Regions from separate parts of the Zea mays genome. Here region 1 is linked to region 2. A link is a contact called in public Hi-C data. All regions are on one chromosome and are shown on one strand. Each heading gives the region's core, a stretch centred on a gene start, on an enhancer-like site or on the middle of the called end of the contact. The rest is flanking DNA. Distances are from core to core; before and after follow the strand shown. Region 1 holds the start of LOC100501248. Region 2 holds the start of LOC103626108 (CDPK-related kinase 3).

Region 1 (4,143 bases), core at 1,053-3,552, 350 kb before region 2:
GGTTTCCTAGGTCTAAAAGACGGCTAAGAGATTGTATGGTACAACCCTTTACCCTAGATCATAAATATAGCTAAAAGAAAGATGTGAAGAGACAAACTATTCGCGAAGAACTCGTCTATTATATTTTTTTCACTTACCCCACTAAAAACCACTCAACATACCTTATGTTAAATGGGATTGTACATGTCCTTATATCTAGGGAATTCAAACACCAGCCCTATACTATTTTTTTATTATTGCTATTGGCCGCTTCTGCGCTGCAATTTTAGGAGATGGGCTCAAATTTTGCCCCAAACATTCTCCCCTTACTAGGCCGAACAAGATAACCCAGCGCGGCCTGACGCTCAAAATGGGCTACACTGATCCATGCCCCCCTGCGGCGAAACATCCGGTTAGGTTTCCCCTCTCCTCCCTCCTATAAAGGCAATCCGCGCGAGAGTACGAGGTGAACATCTCTTCAGCCGCACCGCGGCGTCGCCACTATGGGGATCGTGTGATTTTTCCTCTCGATTCCACTCGCTGCCGGATCCTCGTTTTCTTTTTTTGTTTCGTTTTTTTTCTGCGTCCCGGTCCCCCTTTTGCATCAGTTCAATCTCGTCTCGAAGGAGAGAACATCAACGATTCAGGCAGCCCCTTTGTCCGATTCCAATGGCAATGGAGGTGTTGCGTTGCTCGCAGAACAAACCTTGTGCTCTTCAGATCGGCTGAGTGGGGAGATCTCCCCTCGTTGAGGCCAGTCTAGTAACTCTCAAGAACATCTGTTTCTTCGTCTCTGAATCCTTCTTGTGCTCTTCAATTAAACCCCCCTTTTGCAACCCTCTTTCCCGATGAGTCTCTTATTACGTCAAATTATTTTTGAGATCAAGACAATTTGGAAAATCCAGTGCGGTTATTCGTATGAATCTCATTGGTAGTATTTCCCCCGGAGTACAAAAAAAACTAATTTCTTGTAACACCAAATGCATCAAGAATGCTGAAACTATGAATGCAGTACACGGAAGCTACATTGCTCGTCGAATACTGAAATTTTGAGTGCCATCATCGAATCCGATAGCAGCAATCAGTGTTGACACGGTGGTGGTGCCGGATATGGCAGTGGCCGACGAAGACCATCATGCCGATGGTGCGGCCGTGGTGGTGGTGGCGGCGGCGGCGGGCGCTGTAGCCGTGGTGGACGATGGTGCTTGACGGGGCCAGATTTCGGCGTCGGGGGCGCCCTACCCAGCCTCCCTAGCACAGCAACGGGCCATGTCACGGCGAACAGAACAGCCAGGATGGCGAAGACAGCAAGGAGCTTGACCAGTCTCATGGTGATTGATGGCTGCGAACGATTGCTCCGAGTGATCTGGTTACCTGAATTTATACTAAAACTCAGGTAGGTGACCCAGGGTTTTGTCGGTGGAATCTCAGGTAGGAGGTCCCTTGAGATCTGAACGAACACATGGATGCCACGGCAGGTCAGGTCAACGGATCCGGAGTTCGATACAAAAAAAAATGAGGTCTTTGAGGCGTTCCAGCCACTTCACTGCACAGTCAGAAATTCAATACAACGCGTTCTGGTCCTCTGGTGATTCGGGTGAGCAAGTTCATGAGCTTGTAGCACTAGCATCTTGGAAACAACCGACAAATGCCAGGTCATCTGATAAAAGAAAGGCATAGAAATGTTGAGCAGCCAAGAAGGAAATATTAAAATACGCAACCGATGGTTTTTGGGGCTGAAAGCTCCCAAATACCTGAACCATAACCGACAGAGACATAGAACTTTCAAAAGTTCGTTGAAAACTCACAACTGAGGAACACTACAACAGGTTCACAGGAAATTGGAGGGATGCCAACGCCAACAAACCATTTTCTCACGTCTGTAGACCTAGAGGACTAGAGCTTGCCGGCTGCCTAGACGTACACAGCCTACACCTACGAGCGTGGTGGCGGCGGCGGCGGCTGCGGCTGCGGCTGTGACGGACGAGGTGGAGGAAATGGCCTTATACTCGCCCGTGGATGTGCCGGCCTCGGCGGTGGCGGAGCCGCCACCGGTTTCCTCGACCCAAGAGGCCTCAACGGCGGCACCGGAGCTTCCGACGTCTGATCGTGATCTGAGCCCATCGCGCTGACAGTGGCAGCGCGCCCGGCGCTCCTCTCCTCCGCGCTCGAAGAGAGCAGAGCTAATGCCAGGACCAGAAGAACGCCGGCGACCAGCCTAAACGAGAGTGCCATGTTGTTGGTTGCTCCTCGCTCGACCGGAACTCGTCACGGCTGTCTCTAGATAGCAGCGTAGCGTAGATATCTCGTTGAGGCAGATCAGATTGGCCTGGAGTCACGGGGGGTGCGACAAATGACAAATCTGACTTGTCCCCTTCTTCACTCTCGGCTTCACGGGTTTGCTGTCGGCCTCTGGTCTGCACGAGCTGCTACCTCCTCGATACAGTTATAGTCAGCTTGCCGTTTTCCGGTGGTCGTAGCTTTGGGTGTCATGTGCTCGGCGTCGGCGTGCGTGGAACTGTGGATGGATGCGTAGTAAATACTGTTAAGAAACCAGTTTGGCCCCGAAGGCCCATGTGGCCTATCTAGCCGAAACCCTAACTGTGCACTATATATAGAGGAGGACACTACCATTTGTTGTAACCAGTGAGCAGAATAGATGAATGAGAATAACAGTGTCCCATATATCTTTGTGTCTCCTATGTTTATAAGTTAAGAAGTCTTTAGACTACACTCGGTAGCAAAGGGTTCTTAACACGTTATCAGCACAATTGCTCTTGCAATCTAGAGTTCGCAAAGGTACTAGAGAAAGTTAAAAAATCTAAAGTCCCATGACCACAAATTCATCCTCTCATGGCTGTGCGCAGCCGGCATTTTTACTTGTTCTTTGCTCCAAGTTTCCAATATGCAAGTCGCAAGCCACCCGTCCAAGTGCTGCTCGAGCACGCGGCCACAGCCGCTACGACAATGCCTCTAGGCAAGCACTCAAGACATGCTGCCGCGAGCAGGAAGCAGCCACCGCGATACCGCAGCTGGAAGCAGGCCAAACTACCGCGACACCGTTCTGTAATCTGCATGCAGATGTGGGCCAAGTCGACCTAAAGGCCACGTCGCTGCCGCCGCCGCGGGCGAGCCCGAGCAGCTGCCGCTGGACGCTGGCAAGCGCGCAGGCTCCGTGCCGCCACCGCGGGCGAGCCCGAGCAGCTGCCGCTGGGCGCAGGCAAGCGAGCGAGAGCAGGCCATGCCGCCGCCGCCACGCGACCTCGACAAACAGGAGCGCGGGCGCCCCAGCCATGCTGCTCCGACGATCGGACGCGCTGGCGACGCCGCCTCGCAACCCCGTAGCGCGGCCTCCGTCGCCCCACCACCCGACAAGCAGACGCGTGAGCACGGGTCGCGCAGCTGCCCTGTAGGCGAGCACGGGCGGGGGGCCCGCTGCAGACGCTCCGCGCGTGAGCAGGCAAGCCCGGCCGCCGCCGTTGCTCCACGCGAAAGTGCGCAGGCAGGCCCGGCCGCCGCTGCTCCATGGGAGGGCGAGCGAGCAGGCTAGGCCGCCGCTGCTCCATGGGAGGGCGAGCGAGCAGGCTAGGCCGCCGCCACCACCTCTCTGTCCTCTCCACCGAAAAAGGGGACCGGAGGAAGAAAGAAAAAGGAGAAGGGTTAGTAAACCCTAAAATGACTTAGAATGGGCCTTTTTGGGCTGAAATCTACAGGCTTCACTATGATTTATCTTTTTTTTTACTTTTGGCATATAGATAAAGTTCATGAAATATATGAATATGCTGAAAATGGTAACAAATATTTTTATGCAATATAAAGGAAATGAGATCAGAATTATTTTCTATATATGCATTTGCATATTGTACTATTTATTTAGCATGTTATTATATTTTTTTCTTGAGCATCCAAATTATGAATTTATATTACTATTGTACATTTGTTATGTTTATCCCTATAGTGTAATAGGAAATTACAAGAAGTAATTTTCCTCATTCTATAGATGTATCACATAACAAAAAAAATTTTAAGAAAATGAATGAAGGCCTAGAATACTTGGACATTTACAAGAAGTAAATCCTAAAGCACATTATGGAAAGGCCTAGAATACTTGGACATTTACACGAAGTATTACACGTCGCACTTTGTGCATGTGACATGGAGCAC
Region 2 (3,971 bases), core at 1,024-3,523:
CAAAGGATTGAGGTGACTTTTGTAAATTAAAATAGGAAATCTAGGCCAAGAGATATTTTTCCCCTGGTGCATTGAGCTAGGAAGTGTGAACTAGTGCTAACTGATGGGTTGTCTAAGAGAAACCTTAATCTTAATTGGAAAAAAAACTTTGAGCATCTATTAGCTCTACGCTCAAAAAGCATATACCATGTATGTGTGTAGTGGTAACAAGTAATAAAATTGCATGCAATGCAAATAAAGAACTATATAGAAGGAAGAAATACATTGGACTCAATAAATACATCTCCTGCTCAAATAATTTCACTAGCACAAGCAAAAATTGCAGCACACCAAAATAGTCATTAATTGATTTTTGTCGTAACGCTCACAAAAACGACAATATTGCATGAAAACGTCAATGCAGCCATGCACGTAGAATTTTGTTGTGTCACCTATAGTATATTAGGTTTTCTCGGCAACTTGCTCACAAACATTTTAGATGCCAAGCAAAACTGAGATCAAAATTTAAACAGTTCAACAATCAGGATAATGTCAGTGGAAAGCAATTCCCAATAACAACATGTTCTCAGCTTTGGCGCCAAAAAATCTAAAAGAGACATTTCTTTACTTCCTACACTTTTCGCTATCTTTTCTTCTACTTATGATCATATAACAAAATGATGCAGAATGGACTAAGGGGGTGTTTGTTTGGGATTATAATCCTCCTAGATTATATAATCTAACTTATTTTGAACTAAGTGCTAGTTCAAAATAAGTTGGATTATATAATCTGAGTAGATTATAATCCCAAACAAACAGGCCATAAGGGACTACAGAACTCATGGCAGTGAACAACAATATGATGGAGATGCTGCAGAAGTCCAGCTCCACTGACGAGTTCCCTGAGGTCTCACAAAGAACTCAGTCACTGCCAAGCTACTGATCTAACACTGCATAAGCTACTATTCCATAATAGCTTAAAGAAAGAACAAGAAAGCAAGGAACAGGGGATAGATGGATGAACAGCTGAACACTCAGATCATATAAACAGGCAAAGCATTAAATGCGCCATTGCTGAAACAGGATCTCTACAATGTACTTCTAACCCTGCGGGGAAATGCCAATACCATGGCAAAAAAAAAAAAAAAAAAAAAAAAACTGATCACCGTGCAAGGCAGCCAAGAAACAAATGATGAACTTATGATTGCAACATCTGTGCTAGTGGCAATGCAGAGTTACTGGATTATTGTTGTGAAACTAACAACCAAACCATGGTGTACTAAGCGAGAGTTAAAAAGATCAAGACAGGACGGCAATTCTACACCCCCAAACACACACATAGTTGGTTCATGATCCGCTGGAGAAACCGAGGCCATTGAAACTGGTAAGATCGCGCGTTCAGTAAAAGAGTGGTGTGAGATCACGAGTAGCAAGACCTTGGCTTTGGAGATGACCTTGACAGCCAGGACCTGGCCTCTCATGTCTCCCTTGCGGGCACGCACGAGGCAGGTGTGTCCGAAATGGCCGCGGCCCACCTCCTTCCCTAGCTCGTACTTGGCGGCGAACTGGCGGTCGTAGCCGAAGCTCTTGTCAAGCTCCCGCTGCCCAGCGCCACCCCCGGCGCCTCCCGCCCCGTGCTCCTGGATCGGGACCTCGACGGGCGGCATGGGCACCTGCGACGCGGAGGCCGGCGACCGGTGGCCGAGCCGGCGCGCGAGGGACGCCTTGATGTGCTTGGCCGGGGACGGCGGCGGGAACGGGCGGCGGAAGAATCGGCGCGGCGTGGACACCGAGGTCGCCGGCGACGGCGCGATGCCATCGGGGAGCCCGGGCGCCCAGGGGCTGCCGGCCGCCGACGACCGCGCCGGCGTCGCCCCGGCCCCGGCCCTGCCCCCGCGCGGCGTCCCCGCCGGCGACGGCCGCGCGCTCCGCCTCCCTCCTCCTCGTCCTCCCCCTCCCCCTACCGACGCCGCATCCTCCGGCCCTCCCGCCGCCGAGACCGTGATGGTGGTCGCCCCCACGCCGCCGTCGTCGGCGTCGACGCCGTGCACGTTCCTCGCGTAGCACTGCCCCATGGCCGCCGGCCGGTCCCGGCGATCACCGGAGCTCGCGCACGGGAATGCGGGGTCCGGTAGCCGGGGGGCGCCGAGATTTATAGCTCCGGAAGCGTGCGAGGAGAGGGGAACGGGGGGCGGGGAGTGGCAGTATTAATGCAGTGGACGAGGGGGCGACGAGAAGGAAGGCAGTGGAGGGTGGTGTGACGAAACCAAACGGGAACTGAAGAGGGAAAAAATGAATTGCGGCAGCAGCAGACCCCGCATTGGACGCGTTGAGGGTGACGGACTGCGCCTGCCGCCTGCGCGTGTGGGCTGCGCGGCCGGGGGTGCGGGGGGGCTCGCGTGACGGGAGACAAGGGACGAGGGGGCTCGTCGAACCGTCGAAGTGCATGACGCGTGGAGCCATTTTCAATTGAGTGGAATCGGCCCACATGGCGGTGTCCGAGGGCCTGAACATTTCGTGTGTTCTGTGGTGAGTATTTGGCACGATCCCGTCGAAATTTGAACTTGGCCGTGGACCCGTGGTTGAGATATGGAAATGCTCGCTCCTACGGGCGTTGAAATTTGAAAGAAATAGACTACATTTCCAAGTGTCTGCTAGCTTTAATCCTAATAATAGCACAATATATATGGCGTGGATGTTTGTTTGTTTCGTCTTGTAATAGATGGTGGTATTCCATTGTTTGTCATTTTTATCAAAATGTGTGCTTTAATAACTTACCTTTGCATTTTGATTTAAGAAAGTCACCATCCTTGTATTTTGTCGGATCGATACCGACAAATCGTTATTCTTTTGTGGACATACCGTTACGTGCTAATGCCACGACGAGCAAACTTTTATTTTGTCGGATTGATACCGACAAATCATTATCCTTTTTGTGGATAGACCGTTATGCGCTAACGCCACGACGAGCAAACCTAGATCTGCCACTAGCACGTGGGAATACGCCAACATAGGTGGCATCGATAATGTAGGTAAATTTTATGACACTTTCAGCTAGATTCATCCTTTGGTGGATGACAGTAGCTCCTCTATAGAATCTAATAGTTGTCTTATGAATCATAGAATAACTCAATATTGTTCTATATCATGCTCTAAACTAATTGAAGTTACGCACAAATATACCTCTATGTGTATTATTCGTCCAATGGGTATGTAGTAATAGGCTTTCCAGTTTTACATTAAGGTGATTGATTCGCATCAACTTCATAGCATTACCACGAAAACCAGTTGGATCATAAAAGCAAGAGTGATGGCCATGGAGCAAGAGTGATGGCCATGGAGTTTTTATATATCGTGGACGCGGCACCATCTCTTTCAAACTAAACCTGACAATGTATAGCGGTCTACATCGGTGCATGGACCAATTTTGTCGTTGCCCCTGAAGAGCTACTAGTGAAGTTTATGATGTAAAAATAAAGACGGAAGAAACAACCACAATTCAAATTCGGATCTATGCATGTTGTGTGTTGATCTTTTTTTAGATATATAATAAGAATCAACGACCTTCACCTCAACAGAGGGTCCGCACCTCTTATTACATACAAGAAATCTGACTCACAACCATCATGCAGTATGAGAACTACAACTAGCGCAAAAAATTAAACAGTGATAAGATTTGTGAACCGCCATCTGAAACCGGCAAAGATCTCTATGACCACCGACTCCAGTGTGCGGCACACATCATTCACCATTGCCTTGTCCAGTTCATGTTGTTGCAGTTGTGCCCAGAAAAGCGGCACCAATAAATCCCTCTGTAAAGTACCTGTAAATAGGTTTTGAGTGAACATGATCCAAACACCAATATCGTTTCTACTAAACCATATAACCCAACACATAGCGTCCACCCACGACAAAAGGATTTGTGAAGATAGATGACGATGAACTTGGCATGGCTTTGGTTACCGGTCTAAACTTGATATGCCAACGGGGTA

Evidence for each region. Hi-C and Micro-C count contacts between places; a contact is called where the count stands out from the background.
Region 1: a contact with region 2 is called in a Hi-C map of tassel, with 2.7 times the contacts expected there. The contact joins the promoter of LOC100501248 here to the promoter of LOC103626108 in region 2. A contact is called at or near these places in 2 of 25 Hi-C or Micro-C datasets (leaf and tassel).

The regions. Positions count from the first base shown.
Region 1 is chr5:24,100,101-24,104,243 of Zm-B73-REFERENCE-NAM-5.0, reverse strand. LOC100501248 reads right to left here and starts at 2,302. Exons shown (of 1, transcript NM_001196020.2): 1 at 825-2,302. The coding sequence starts at 2,214. The coding sequence ends at 1,915. It overlaps LOC111589459 (small nucleolar RNA snoR77), which reads left to right and starts at 625; the gene lies at 625-759.
Region 2 is chr5:23,752,627-23,756,597 of Zm-B73-REFERENCE-NAM-5.0, reverse strand. It overlaps LOC103626108 (CDPK-related kinase 3), which reads right to left and starts at 2,273. Exons shown (of 11, transcript XM_008646484.3): 1 at 1,416-2,273. The coding sequence starts at 2,054.